2 separate regions of the Mus musculus genome follow, and region 1 is linked to region 2. The links are chromatin contacts, called in public HiChIP or PLAC-seq maps. All regions are on one chromosome and are shown on one strand. Each heading gives the region's core, a stretch centred on a gene start, on an enhancer-like site or on the middle of the called end of the contact. The rest is flanking DNA. Distances are from core to core; before and after follow the strand shown.

Region 1 (7,449 bases), core at 1,860-4,359, 660 kb after region 2:
ATACTTTATAGTGAACATCCAAGATAGAATAATGAGTATTATCTCTATTTTGATATATTCTTAAATACTAAAAATTGCTAAAGGCTCAGTCCCAGAAACTTAATCTACCCTAGAACTTAGGAGTGAGGGAACCTTCATGCAGATCATTTACTGAGCCTTGTACTAGCAAGGCCAGCTTGAAGCGTTTGCTGTTTCTATTCAGACTCTAGTGCCTAACAGATACCTGTCATGGAGGCTTATAAAAATTTGCCCTCAAATACCTCAGAAATAACAAAGTCCCCAAATTATACCATCCAATATGAGCATAGTACTTCACAACTTACAACATACCATTTCTACTTACTCTCCCAGCTAATCCTGTTTCCTGAGTTCTAGCCATTCGTCAAGTTGTAGCTATAGGCAGGAATATTATTCTACAAGAAGGAATTAACAGAGAGATGAAGCATGTCTCAAAGTTCTCCCATTTCATCAGGAGGTGTCTATAGTGGCTGGAATTATTCAACTTTGAACCTGGAGAGTCGATGTGGTATAGGGAGCAGAGCCTGACATGACAGTTACAAGGAACTGCATCTGAAAGCATGTTCTGCCCCTTCCAAACTGGATCCCCAGGAGCAAGTCATTTACCCTTATTGAGCATCTCTTCCTCATGGTAAAAATAAATGTGACTACTCACTTTACAATACAGCTAAGGGGGTAAATACAATGGTATATTAAACAAGAAATCAGTGCAGAGCCTAGCATAATGAGTACTTTTCAGACCACCTGTCTCCTAGTCCTAGTCTCTGCAAATACCTAAAAGAACTTAAGATGCAGATATCTAGGCTTCCCTACAGATCCCCCATATCCATATCTCTGGGGAAGAGTCCAGTAGATTCCTAAGTCCAGCCCAATGGGGCCCGAAGTAAGGTATATCATTTAGCCTATTAATGAAAAAATGTGGAAAGACATCTATATTTCTTTAAAATTTCCCTGTGCTTGTTGCCATGCTAGGGGCATTCACTTGAGAGAGATATTTTTATCTTTCTCACCATTTCTTATAATTCACTTAGACGAGGTTTAGTGACTATTGTTTGTAGGAAACCATATGACATAGCTCTAACATATAGGTCTCTCTTCTCTGTAATCCCAACCTCATCAGGGGATTTCTCCTAGGAATGTAGCTGTTGCTTGCTTTGCTCTTTTGCAACCAGTTTATTATCCAGCCTCTGGGTTAGTCTGACCTATACCAACAACAGCCATGATCAAAGCAGTTGCCATTCACATTTACAGGGTGTGGGCCCTGAGCTGAACATATTTTATATGGTATCTCAACGCCATCCTCACTGACTGAGCCTTATGGCTTGGATGCTACACTGTTAACATCTGCTCTTAAAAGTAAACTCTGGCAGGGCGTGGTGGTGCACGCCTTTAATCCCAGCACTCGGGAGGCAGAGGCAGGCGGATTTCTGAGTTCGAGGCTAGCCTGGTCTACAAAGTGAGTTCCAGGACAGCCAGGGCTATACAGAGAAACCCTGTCTCAAAAAAAAAAAAAAAAAAAAAAAAAAAAAAAAAAAAAAAAAAAAAAGTAAACTCTGAGATTCTGCTTTTAAACAAAAGCTTAAGATAAGATTCAGCACCATTTTATAGGGAAAGGACTAACACACAATAAAGGTGAAAGAGGAAGCAGAAATTGGCACTGATGCTTACAGAAGCAACTCCAGGGGAGGAAATGGAAGCAAAGAAATTGTGATTCACATTCTAGAAAGTAAAGAGCAGAAGTGCTAAACCAAATGAATTTGCCTTGCTTTACTGCCATCGTGTGGTTGTGTGGTTGATAGACAACCAGCCCCTAGAACGTTAGTTCTCTTCCTGAGCCTGGGAGGCCCTCAGCAAGACAACAGGAGAATAAGGCCATGCAGTGGACTTGCCCTTGAGGCCTTTGGAAGAACCTTCTCTTCCTCTGGGGTTGCAGAACTGCAACCGTAACAAGCAACTAATTCAGGGTTGAACACCCTTTCTCACGTGGATTATTTCAAGAAAAAGAGAAATGTACATAAAAGCACCTCTGTCATTTCTTCTAGTCAAAACGAAAATAACTTCATATTCCCTGGGATGTATAGAGTGTCATTACTCTAAATTTCTCACTATTTTTAATCTAGAAGCTGATCAGTGAGAAGATCTAACCAATTAGAGTTCTAATTTCTACCTCTCACAGGCAAGATTATTGTTTCAAAATTTTTCGGTGCACTTCTCTAACACATGAGCAGAACCGGTTCTGAAGATAATTGATTTCTCACATTGCCTATGGGTAAACGGGTTTAAAGAAGTGAAGTGGGTCATCTATGGCCAGACAGTAAGATAGGGATAAAGCTACTGCACAATGTAAAGGTGTGTTAGGCAGCAGACATATGCAGTCGAATAAAGTTGTTTCATGACCCATTAATTCCTTCTGGTCTGCTTCAACTTAGCTCAATTTCTCCTCTTTGTGGAAACACATCTCTGTTGTTCACGTACATAACTCTGAGGTTTTCAGCAATGTCTAAGCCCTGAATTTCCCAGGACTCTCAACATTCCAGCTAATGCTACCCCAAAAGATAGTGGCTCTGCACAATGTCCTTAGCTAAATACATTTTTCTCTCAGACAGCTACCAGCAGTGATTCTCAAACTATTATTGTGTATAAGATGATTATCCTAAGTACATTGCATTTTTACTGTATATTTTAATGTATAAAAGATGATATTTTGATGTATATGTAATAAGATAATTACTAGTTAAACAAATTAACATATTTATCTCCTGCTACAGTTATGTGTATGCTAAAACACTTGAAAATATACTTTTTGAGAACAGGGGGAAAAAGACAGATATGAAGATAAATGATTAATGGAGAGCAAGTCATAACAGGGAGCTAAGTAGGTATATAGGACCCTTGGTTTTCTGAAAGTGGTAAAAGATTCACATCTATAGGCAGGCTTTATTACTGGAGCTAGTAACCCGGCTACTCACCCACCTAGTACAGTGCTCTGTACATGAAAACAGAGAAGCCAGGTCTCAGAGTGGGGAAGTGATGTGCCCAAGCAAGCCTAGGAAGACTGAAAGCAGAATAAGCAGTTTACCCTTGTCAGGCTGACTTCTCCCACACTCTACTGCCCCACTGTGGATGCAAAGATGCTTGCTAAGCCAGCTGTGTGCTGGTGAGCACAGCAGACTGTCCACAAAAAGGCTGTTACTTGTATGTGGGACATGTTCTTCTAGCTAGGCTGCCTTGTCTGGCCTCAGTGGGAGAGGAAGTGCCTAGTCTCACAGAGACTTAAAGTGCAAGGGTGAGGGATACCCAGGGGCCCCACCTGCTCAGAAGAGCAGTGGAAGGGGATAGGGGAAGGACTGTGGGAGGGGTGACTATGAAGGGAGCAGTGAGCAGGATATAAAGTGAATAAATGAATAAATAAATAAATAAAATTTTAAAAAGAAAACTGAAAGAAACGAAAGGTAACAGGAAATTCCTGGAAACTGAACCCTGGAAGGTCAAATCCCAAGTCACCATAAAAGGCTTTGAACTGTCCAGAATGGGCGGAAATGTTAAGAGAGCAAGGGAAATGAACCACTAGAGAAAGGAACTACAAGGAACACACACATGACCTTTGGTTATCCTCTATCACCAACCTTGGTCAAGATGGATGGGCCTTTCCTTTCTTGTCTCCATTCTGAAAGTTTGGGGCCTCTCCTCCAAAGGGACTCTGACAATAACAAGTTGCATTAATGCAGCATTGTGCCTTGTATCTAATGGTGACTTTCCTCTATCGCCCCAATCCTACAAGAATCAATACTATTAACAATCCCCATTGATGAAATACTGAGAAGTTAAGGAGTGTGCCCAGATTTGTACAACTAGTAAGTGGCGGGGCTCACATTTGAAGACAAGTCCAGCACTGCTAACCTGTGAATTTATTTTTCATGTTATATAGGCCACAGATTCTAAAGCTGTTGCCCACGGCCCTACGGGGTCATGTAACAAAATATGGGAGGGTAATGAAAACCTTAGCAAGAACAAATGGTTTCTGAATGCACAACGGACACAAGTTAATTCAAAATCACACTTATAATGAATCTGAGGTGTTCCTGGCAGCACCTTGACCAGGCTCCATCGTGCAACTTCAGTGCAGTCATGATTCTGAATTTACAACATGGTGCATTTAGTACTGTGCATTCTCTCACCTCACACCATGTGATGGCAATAAACACAACCTGGAACATGGGCTTGGATTCAGTACTGCCGTATATTATAAATTACAAGGATTTTACTATACATGCAAAGTTTGATGATCTTGCAGAAACAGTGATTAAATTAAGGAAAACAGAATCTTTTAATATTCCCCTACTGTCATTCTTTAGTATATAAGCATTGAAATAGTATATCTTTGGATTGGATTGTGTTAGTAAAGTTGGATTTTAAAAACTGCTGCCTTTATGCACGGGGGCTACACAAGTCCAAACAGATGGTATCCCAGCACAGAGAGGGAACTGAACTTGAGGTCCCATCCCTACCACAGAAGCCATCTCCAACTGATAACTACTCACAAAGGACTAAGCAGTGTTTGTCTGTAAAGCCTCTCTGGGTATACAAATTGCTCTTTAAGGTCAGACCACAGGATGCGCGGTAGATGTCCAGCACAAAACAAACTCAGTGGTATTTTTTTTAATTAGGTATTTTCCTCATTTACATTTTCAATGCTATCCCAAAGGTCCCCCATACCCACCCCCCCAATCCCCTACCCACCCACTCCCCCTTTTTGGCCCTGGCGTTCCCCTGTACTGGGGCATATAAAATTTGCAAGTCCAATGGGCCTCTCTTTGCAGTGATGGCCGACTAGGCCATCTTTTGATACATATGCAGCTAAAGACAAGAGCTCCAGGGTACTGGTTAGTTCATATTGTTGTTCCACCTATAGGGTTGCAGTTCCCTATAGCTCCTTGGGTAATTTCTCTAGCTCCTCCATTAGGGGCCGTGTGACCCATCCAATAGCTGACTGTGATCATCCATTTCTGTGTTTGCTAGGCCCCGGCATAGTCTCACAAGAGAGAGCTATAACTGGGTCCTTTCAGCGAAATCTTGCTAGTGTATGCAATGGTGTCAGCATTTGGAAGCTGATTATGGGATGGATCCCTGCATATGAAAACCTTTTTTCTCGTGTTTTGTTTAGGCATTTTTTTTGCCCTAACCATCTTTTGTTTATCTATTATAGTTTCCAAGTTTGATTTTTTATGAGATATTTGTGTGTGCATGTGTCTACATGTGTATTGTTTCTAGAGGATTTTTTTTCTGTTTGTCTGTTTTATGTTTTATTTTGGTTTGTTTTTAATTTTTATTGGTTTGCTTGTTGTTTAAAGAAAGAGAGTGAGAAGGCATGGAGTTGGATGGGCAGGGTTCTGGGGAGAACCTGGGAGGAGACACAGGAAAGGAAATTATGGTCAGAACATACTGTAGGGAAAAAAATGTGCCTAATAAATAAATAATATAGCAACAAAGCATAAAAATAAAAACTGCTGTTTGAGTTGATGAATTAAATTTTAGAAAAAGTCAGTGAATTTTGGCTTGACTTTAACACAGCACTTGCGGTAGCTTCTGAAGTGGCCCTAACAGGTTGGTACTCCATATTTATGTGAACTTGTCCTCCCAGCACCGATAATTACAAAAGCAAAATACCAATCAAATGAAAACTATGGAAGATGCTATAAATACGTTCATACTCAATATTCAGCCAATATTTAATTTTCACGTTTAGCAAGCACATCATTTCATTAGTATACCAATTTGCTTTCTTCTTACTAAATGGTAAATAAATAATTGGTACATCAAAGGTTTTTTAAGTAATAAATTGATTTCTTATTTCTTATTAGTTTTTGACATATATCTTTTTTTTAATTTCTAAGTACCTGTGGTTGTTAGAAAATTTGTTCAGAGAATTTTTAGAAGTAGAAAATTAAGGAAGTCCTATAGATATAGGATATCTTTATCTGTTAATGGATTCTTTTTCTGAAAACTAAAGCACAAGACATTACATACACACTTTTGTCTTTGCTCCGGCCAAATTTCCAAGAGATACAGTCCCTCGTGTTGGGGGAAATCTTGGCAGCAGAAAGCTTGCTCACAAGTAGGTAGATCAGGACACACATATAAGAATACTGGGACTCATCTGGCTGGCTCTTTTTTTTTTCTTCTTTTTATTCTGGCTAAGACCCCGGCCTGCGGGAATGACTCCACTACATGCAAAGTGAATATTCCTTCCTCAGTTTAGCCTCTCTGAAACACCCCCATAGACTTGCATAGAGATATATGTCCCCTAGATACTTCTAAATCTAGTCAAGTTGGTAAAAAGGCCTAATCACACATGAGAATACTACTTTCATTTTAATACTGGGATCATGATGATGAGGAGGAGGATGACGACGATGAAGATGATATCACACAGCAAACAAGGAATGTGTAATTTCCTCAACTCACCGAATAAACTGCTGAATAACTTTCCATAAACCAATTTACATGTTCCAAGGTTACATCATTATAACAACAGCATGGTATGATCAGCTATGCATACATTTTCCTTCTGTTTGTTAATTGTCATGAAAGTTTAGTACAATTTTGTTTGTCATAAGATGTTTTAAAATAAACATAAATAATAAAGAGTAACCCAAAAGAGTATTATTTATACTTTCATATGGGCTATCATCTTACAAAACTAAAAGAGTAAGCAAAAAGATATCAGAGTAAACTGGTACTTGCCCTCCTATTTCTACCTCAACTCATCTTTTAACTCCGCTGTAAATCCGACTGGTTTTATAAGCCAATGCTCTGTATCCTTTTGGAGTATGAAACTGTAGTGATATGCTTCATCTCAAGACACTATAGAACATACCTAAGGATTAAGAGTTCTGATACTAGTCTTTTCATTAAGAAGAGCTATATCATGGTGGCGCATGCCTTTAATCCCAGCACTCGGGAGGCAGAGGCAGGTGGATTTCTGAGTTCGAGCCCAGCCTGGTCTACAAAGTGAGTTCCAGGACAGCCAGAGCTTTATAGAGAAACCCTGTCTCGAAAAAAAAAAAAAAAAGAGAGAGAGAGAGAGAGAGAGAGAGAGAGAGAGAGAGAGAGCTATATTCTATTAGAAGTATTTAGATTCTGTAACTTCTTACTAGGAATTACTTGTATGTTTCTGCCTATGGGCACTATTGAGTATGGGAAATGGTAGTTCTGAATTTGAGAGGATTTTGAAATTTTTAACAAAGCTGAACTATGTATTAGTTAAGTGTTCAAGTCTCTTCTCTGGATTTCTTTTTACTATCCTAAAAGAAAAACTCATCTTCACTGCTCATGTACCACATTCTGCCTAATATAAGATCATTCCCTCCAATATTCAAGCATTTCACCATTTTAGAAAAAGATTCTCTTCATCCTGTCACCCCAGATACT
Region 2 (7,336 bases), core at 1,426-3,925:
ACTGAGGTTTTGTTTGCTAATTTCTGAACCAGTGCCTTTAAAACAACAGAATTCTCTGATGCATTTTGTTCTGGTGGATTAGATATCCCATTGCTCCATAGCTGGAAAGACACCAACATATTTTATATACGGGATTCATTTTATTTTACTGAAAGGGGTTTTATAGTCTTGACTGTCTTGTTCTAAGTATTCTGGTCAGTTTGAAAAAGAAATGTTTTCACTTCCTTTATGGAGCACAGGGCAGTGATAACTCAAACTCGAATCAAATAAACTAGATTTAATTTGCATGTCTCAGCCCCATCAGGAGAGAAGCAGCAGGACAAAGTCAGAGTGTTAAGGATTAGAAGCCAATTCTCTATGTGTAGCCTATGAGGACGCTGACAGATGCTCTCTGCAGATATGACAAGTGCAGATCTTATCTGAAAACTATCTTCTGCAAGGACTTTAGTATAAGTCTTCTTACTTGTATCCATGAAGTGACAGTGTTGCGGTCAAGTTTCTTGAGCCATATGACAGTCATTAAATATAGGATTGCTTGGAAGGGAAGATGAATTAATGCTGAATATGTGAGAGAAAAAAATAGGAGCCACATTACACACAGAAGGACCCTGATGCTACTGATGGCCCAGGCTCACTTAATCTAAAAGCAAAGAATGCACTTTTCTCTAAACTCTCTTTTTCTATCTTGGAATACATTTTTAGCTTCCCTTAACAACATATATACCACCTCTCTTCAATTTTCAACACTTCAAATACATATCTTCACCCTTTTCGAATATATTAGACTTCTAGTAGTACTGATGATTTGTGTTCTTGCTTTGTGGACTACTGTCCCAAGACCAAGGGTTTTCTCTATTTCTCATCTCAGGGATAGGCCATCTTTATTCCACTACATCTAGTTTGTCTTCTATCACTAGTCATAGCTACAGACTTCCTCTAGAAAATGCTTTTCTTCTTAACTTTTAGAACTCAGTCAGCATAAAGAAGCAGATGGTAATGTTTAGAAGTTGATCATCATTTCTTAACTCTCCATCTCTTACATAACCTATACAATAACTTGAATGGATTTATCTACCCTCATTTCTGTTTTGTTCTAGTCAAGTCTGCAATTGGCCTACAATCCTACCAGGTTTGTTCTTACCTCTTTATTTTTGTGAGCTGATTCTTATCTTTGGCTTATGGTTACACATTATGTCCTCAACCTTCAAGATCTCTCCCACGAAACGATTCTTTGTACTACACTTCTCTGGACCTCATATTATTTCTACTCATTCTTTTGAATATGTGCTGATGTACATATTACACTGATATAGAAATGTTTCATTTAGGAATATCATCTCTTCAATTGCATTGCAAATCTCTTGAGGCAGGAGCTGTGGCTTACACTTCCTCTAGTTATCATAGTCACTACCACAGTGCCAAGCCTAGAAATTTACAACTTTTTTTCTCACTGAGAATATGGGCTATGTTTACTATAATGTACCAGTTGATCTCTTATGCAGCAGTTATACATCTCTCTATAAAAGTACACACACCTGGCCTCAGTTGGCAAGGATACACCTAATCTTATAGAGACTTGAGGCCACAGGGAATGAGGATGCCCAGGGGAAACACTCTCTCAAAGCCAAAGGGGGAATGGGATGAAGAACTGTAGGAGTGGGGACTAAGAGGGGGCAATGTCTAGAATGTAAATAAATAAATAGTTAATTTTAAAAAAGTACACACATGAACATATGCATAATATATATGTATGGGTAGGCTTTTTTGATTTGATGCTGTGTTGTGAGCTTAGGTTTATAGCCATTAGTTTGGACAAAACAAACTTATCTGTGAGAGAATGCACTCTGAACATTGCAGGTTGTTAAGAATTTGCTGGAAAATCATATGACGGAGAGTTTGCAATGCACTGAGTAGGCAGCTACATATGCAGATCCCTTAAAGGAAGAGGGATGGTGTTATCTTTTTAGTACTGAGAAAAAATTTACTTCATTATTAATAGCAACAAAAGAAAAAAAAAAACCGGGCTGCTCTTTCAGTGATAACACATTGCCATTTGATAGTGTCTCTGTTGAGGAGAGGAAGAAACACTAGAAGCAGGGAGCTGCAGATGAGAGATACTCTGATGTACTCTTTTTGAAGTACTTCCCTTGAAAGCTTTTAGAGAAACGGGAAAGAAAAAGAAGGAAAAAACAAGAGAAAGAAAGAAAGGAGGGAGGGAGGGAGGGAGGGAGGGAGGGAGGGAGGGAGGGAGGGAGGAAGGAAGGAAGGAAACCCACTTGTGAATAGAGCCCTTGGCTCTTTTGTTAAGTTAAACAGAAATCTTACAGTCATGTCACAGGAAGGGAAACACTTAGAGTGAAGTAGAAACGAATATTGCAATTTATAGTCTTGGGATAAGACCAAACCTTGTTGAAATTGTAGTTAAAAAGGGAGTATTTTTAACTTATTTTTAAGTATACCACATCATGTATTTTTGTTTTCTTGATATAGTTTTTATATTGAGAACCTTTAAATGTAGCTGAAAATATTATTTAAAATACAATAAAGTAACAAAGTAAAAATTTTGAAAACAATAAAGTCCTGGAAATCTATACTTTTTTGTTATAACCTAATGTGAGCATAGCAATTTAAGACTGAGCATTCAAGCTTCTGACCCAGGAAGTTACTGCCACCTTTTGGTCATGTACCTGAATTACATGAAAAGTGAGTGTTGGATACTCACGTTCCAAGGGTTGAACTATGTAACTGAATAATAGGGTATTTGTTAGATATACTAACAACTCAGTAGCCATGGCTTATAATGTTATGAGACATCTTTTTATCTTTTTGTTTTGTTTTTTTTGTCTTGTTTTGTTTTGTTTTTTGTTTTTTGTTTTTTGTTTTTGTTTTTGTTTTTGAGACAGGGTTGTCCTGGAACGCACTTTGTGGACCAGGCTGGCCTCGAACTCAGAAATCCGCCTGCCTCTGCCTCCTGAGTGCTGGGATTAAAGGCGTGCGCCACCACGCCCAGCTGTCTTTTTATGCCATGGTTAAATGAGATACAGTATTTGGAGGAGACAGTGATTACAAAGAAATCTTGCAATTTATTCTGCCTAGAGAAAATTAATTCTTGAAACCTTTGTTGTTTTTGTGTTGTATTTTAACCTGTGAAATAGAATGATGATAATAGCCACCCTTCATACAGAGATGTCATAAGAAACCAATCTAGAGACTATTTTGTGAAAGAGATTTGTAAAAATTATACGTGGCATATGCCTACTCTGTACTGCCAATGTGAAATGCTGATGAGTGTGTGAAGCAGCATGCTGTCATGGACTCGATGAATATTAAAAGTGATAGCTTGCTTTCTTCTTGTGCTATATTAAGTCTCCTTTCATTTCCCTGGTGCTATTCCAATACCTTGTGCAACTACGTATGGTTTCTCATCTTTAATCCTCTCAGTATGATAGTACACTTTCTAGAACCATCCCAAGCTTAAAAAGTCCATCTTGTCATTCCTCATGGTTACACTAATTTCACAGTGTCATATGTCTTTGGAAGAATGGGAATAGTCCTATATCTTCCTGGGCCATGATTAATTAAAAAGAGGGAATCTAAATCTCTGGATTCTTGATTTATTTATACAGACATGATTATTATAGAAAAGGTGTGTGTGTGTGTGTGTGTGTGTGTGTGTGTGTGTGTGTGTGTGTGTGAATTTCAGGGACAGGTGTAGACTTTAGTATTAAAAGAATGAGTAGGCAGCTAACGGATGCTGAGAACAGAAAAAAATAAATAGTCTAGCCCAGGGAAGAGAGTACCAATTGGTTATTTAATTCCAACCATTCAGTCCCACAAACTTATAAGTAACACTATACAGACTGAGCAGGAATGTAATTATGTATTCAGGAGCATACACACACACACACACACACACACACACACACACACACACAAGTATGTAGCAACCATCAAATAAAAAGATGCTATGGATTGTAAAGAGAACAAGGAGGAATATATGGGGGAGGTTAGAGGAAGGGAAGAGACATGGAAAATGATGGAATTATATTATAATCTCAAAAAGGATATTTCAGACTAACATTGAGTGAAAATGTGCTAAACAGCAGACCATGCTTCTAATCTACTGTTTTGTCCTCAGTCTTTGGCACAATGGTAAATGTATGCTGCATCAATGATGTACAGAACCTCAATTGGGAAAGCCCCAAGGTGAGTTTGCCAAACAGTGACCAACAAGTAGGGTAGCACGGATAGGTAGTTGATGAGGAGAATTTTTAGTGCCAGTTTACTTGGTTGAGCCATTGTTTCTTTATAAAGTGGATGTCATCTGTGCTTTATGCAATCCAAATGGGCAAGTAGGAGGGGCTGATCATCACACTCCTAACACATCCATGTCACTGGAACCTGTAACTGTTACAGGATATGGCAAAATGAAAGTGGTGGCATTTATTTCAGTGGTGTGGTCAAACGAAGAATTTTGAGATGGGAAGACCATCCTCGATTATCCAGTATGTTACAATGGTATAATGAGCATCCCTTTAAAGGAAAGGCAGAAAGAGATCCAGTGACAACCACAATAGGGGATGTGACTGTGGAGGCAGAGGGGAGAGCAAATGTGGTCACAAGGCAAAGGAATGAGTCTATAGTTACCAGAGGCTGGAAAACACAAGGGACAGAATCCACCTCAGAGCCTATGATGGCACTGTGGCCTTGCTTACACTTTGATTCTATCCAGGTGGTACTAATTTCAAGTTTCTTACCCCCAAAACTGTGAGATGAGTTTCCATTGTTTTAAGCCAGTAACTTTGAACACCCACCCAAACTAATATAACTGATAGAAGATGAAAGACTCCTGGGGCATACAAATAATTCATAAATAATAAACTGCAGGGAAAGAGGAAGACACATGCCCTGTACATCTACAAAGACATCACCATTACTTGCTTCTGTGATCTGTAATTACTGGCTTTGAGGAATTTATTTTAAGAGAGAAAAAATATTATTTTAACAACATTGTTCTACCAAATGAAGCAGTTAAGGACTTATTGTAGATGGGAGAGAGTTAAATACTCAAATTATTCATATTGTCTATTATTATTATTACTATTATTATTATTATTAATGGTAAGGAACATATTCAGTGTCCTGGTCATGCAAGGCAAATGCCCTAGAAGTTGAGCCTACATCTTCTTTTAGAATGCTTTGATCCATCAAATTTGAAAGCATTATGTACATGACTCCCCAGAGATTAATATCCAGAATGTATAAACATTCTTCTTTCCATCTAGGTCAATGTTTTTTTTAACGCTGACTTGATCACTTTTTTGCCCAGGGGATGTTGTTGATGCCTACATATACTGTGACATTTGCTGGCATGTAGTAGGTAGAAGTCCATGGATGTTCCTAAATATCCTAATAACACATAGGAAAACTTCACAGCAATATTTACCAAACCTATAATGTTATGAGTGAGCTTGAGAAACCCTTGAGAAACCCTGCACTAGGTAGGCAGGAAACCATAGGCAGATAAACTATCCATCACTTTTGTGTAGTTTCTTCTGCTTCAGAAAAGGTGGTTTGTACAGACTGGGGGACTTGGTGGGACTGCAAACTCATCAGATATTTTCTCTGGATATTTTAAAATTATTGTTATTATTATTATTATTATTATTATTATTATTATTATTATTATTGCTGATTGTCCCCCATAAGGAAATGTTCTGGTATTTCAAAAACTTTAACTTCAATGACAACTTTTCTTGGAAAGCGAATGGAGGCATATCATGGTGGTGCCCTCTACACCAAGGTTTAGATCAGCAGATTCTCGACTCCCTGTAGGTTGTCACACTCCTCTAGTCACCAGGTCCTCTGACATATTATTTAGAATGAGTGTTTGTTTGCATGCCTAGAAAAAAATGGGTCTGGCATTTATGTTGCACTGCAGCAAAAGGTTAGAGCTTACATAAGCCAAATAAATGCAAAGTCAAGGTGACTCTATTTTATGTATTACATTAACATAGAACTACAAATCCCTGAGGCATACTTCAAGAATCCACAGAAGCCAGAACTGTGCTGTCTTGAAAAGGGAAAAGACAGATACAATTTAGAGTATTAACAGGGTCCATGAGAATCATTCACAACCATCACATCTTTTCTATCTGGAATCTGTTTCTGTTCTGGAGTTGTCCATTATTTTTGCTCTTTAAGAATTACAAATGTGTATGCTTAAACCCAGTCTCACAACTAAGCTTTCTACTAGACAGTTTTTGTAATCTATTATTATTATTATTACTACAATCATTATAATTATTATTATTAATTGAATTGTAAGTATCTAGTGCAGTGCTTTGTATGTAGGGTATTTAAAAACAGTTATGGCATGGATGGATAAATAAACCCTTAAGGCTTTGTTGCTCTTCAAGGGAGACCCATGTTCTCTGGTTTGTATTTTTGGTGACGTTGTAAATCAGATACCCTACATCTATCCACAACCAGCCATTGCTTGTCTCCTTGAAAGTTTTTTAAAGCTATCAGAATCATGTGAAGGGTTTCATAAAAATACAGATTTTTCAGAGCCCTACCTTCAGAGTTCCCAATTCAGCTTGTCTGTTTTGGAGCCTGAGAATACATTTCTTTCTTTCTTTTTGTCCAAATTTTATTTGTCCAAGTTCCTACCCCCCCAAAAAAAAACCAAAAAAAAAAAACCTTTAAAACCCAGTGTGTATATGTGTGTTTTTTTTCAAGAAGATTTATTTTTATGTTACTTTTTTATTAGATATTTTCTTCATTTACATTTCAAATGCTATCCCCTTTCCTAGTTTCCTCTCCAAAAGTCCCCTATACACCCCCCCGCCCTGTTCCCCAACCTACCCACTCCCTATTCCTGGCCCTGGCATTCCCCTGTACCGGGGCATATAATCTTCGCAAGACCAAGGTCCTCTCCTCCCATTGATGGCCAACTAGACCAAATTGTGGATACTTCATTCCTTCTTAGAATGGGGAAGAAAATACCCATGGAAGGAAGGACCATCCAGAGACTGCCCCACCTGGGGATCCATCCCATATACAACCACCAAACCCAGACACTATTGCATATGCCAGCAAGATTTTGCTGACAGGACCCTCATATAGCTATTTCTTGTGAGGCTATGCTATGGCATATACAGAAGTGGATGCTCACAGTCATTTATTGTATGGCACACAGGGCCCCTAATGATGGAGCTAGAGAAAGTACCCAAGGAGGTAAAGGAGTCTGCAACCCTATAGGAGGAACAACAATATGAGCTAACCAGTACCTCCCAGAGCTCGTGTCTCTAGCTGCATATGTAGCAGAGAATGC

The links. HiChIP or PLAC-seq counts read pairs in DNA pulled down with a chosen protein or histone mark.
Region 1: a contact with region 2 is called in a RAD21 HiChIP or PLAC-seq map of pro-B cells, with 12 times the contacts expected there. The contact joins two enhancer-like sites. A contact is called at or near these places in 1 of 15 datasets of contacts at CTCF or cohesin (pro-B cells) and 3 of 484 Hi-C or Micro-C datasets (the C10 cell line, cortical neurons and liver).

The regions. Positions count from the first base shown.
Region 1 is chrX:145,305,627-145,313,075 of GRCm38.p6, forward strand. All of the region lies in intron 3 of Lhfpl1 (lipoma HMGIC fusion partner-like 1), which reads right to left. Among named protein-coding and RNA genes, the nearest start is that of Lhfpl1, 40 kb to the right of the region's middle. Within about 2 kb of position 3,110, at least 7 of the 459 cell types and tissues checked have an H3K27ac peak or open chromatin away from gene starts, as enhancers often do. A contact at or near this core is called in pro-B cells, where this site is marked.
Region 2 is chrX:144,642,921-144,650,256 of GRCm38.p6, forward strand. The region is part of intron 1 of Trpc5 (transient receptor potential cation channel, subfamily C, member 5); the gene reads right to left. Among named protein-coding and RNA genes, the nearest start is that of Trpc5, 42 kb to the right of the region's middle. Within about 2 kb of position 2,676, at least 1 of the 459 cell types and tissues checked has an H3K27ac peak or open chromatin away from gene starts, as enhancers often do. A contact at or near this core is called in pro-B cells, where this site is marked.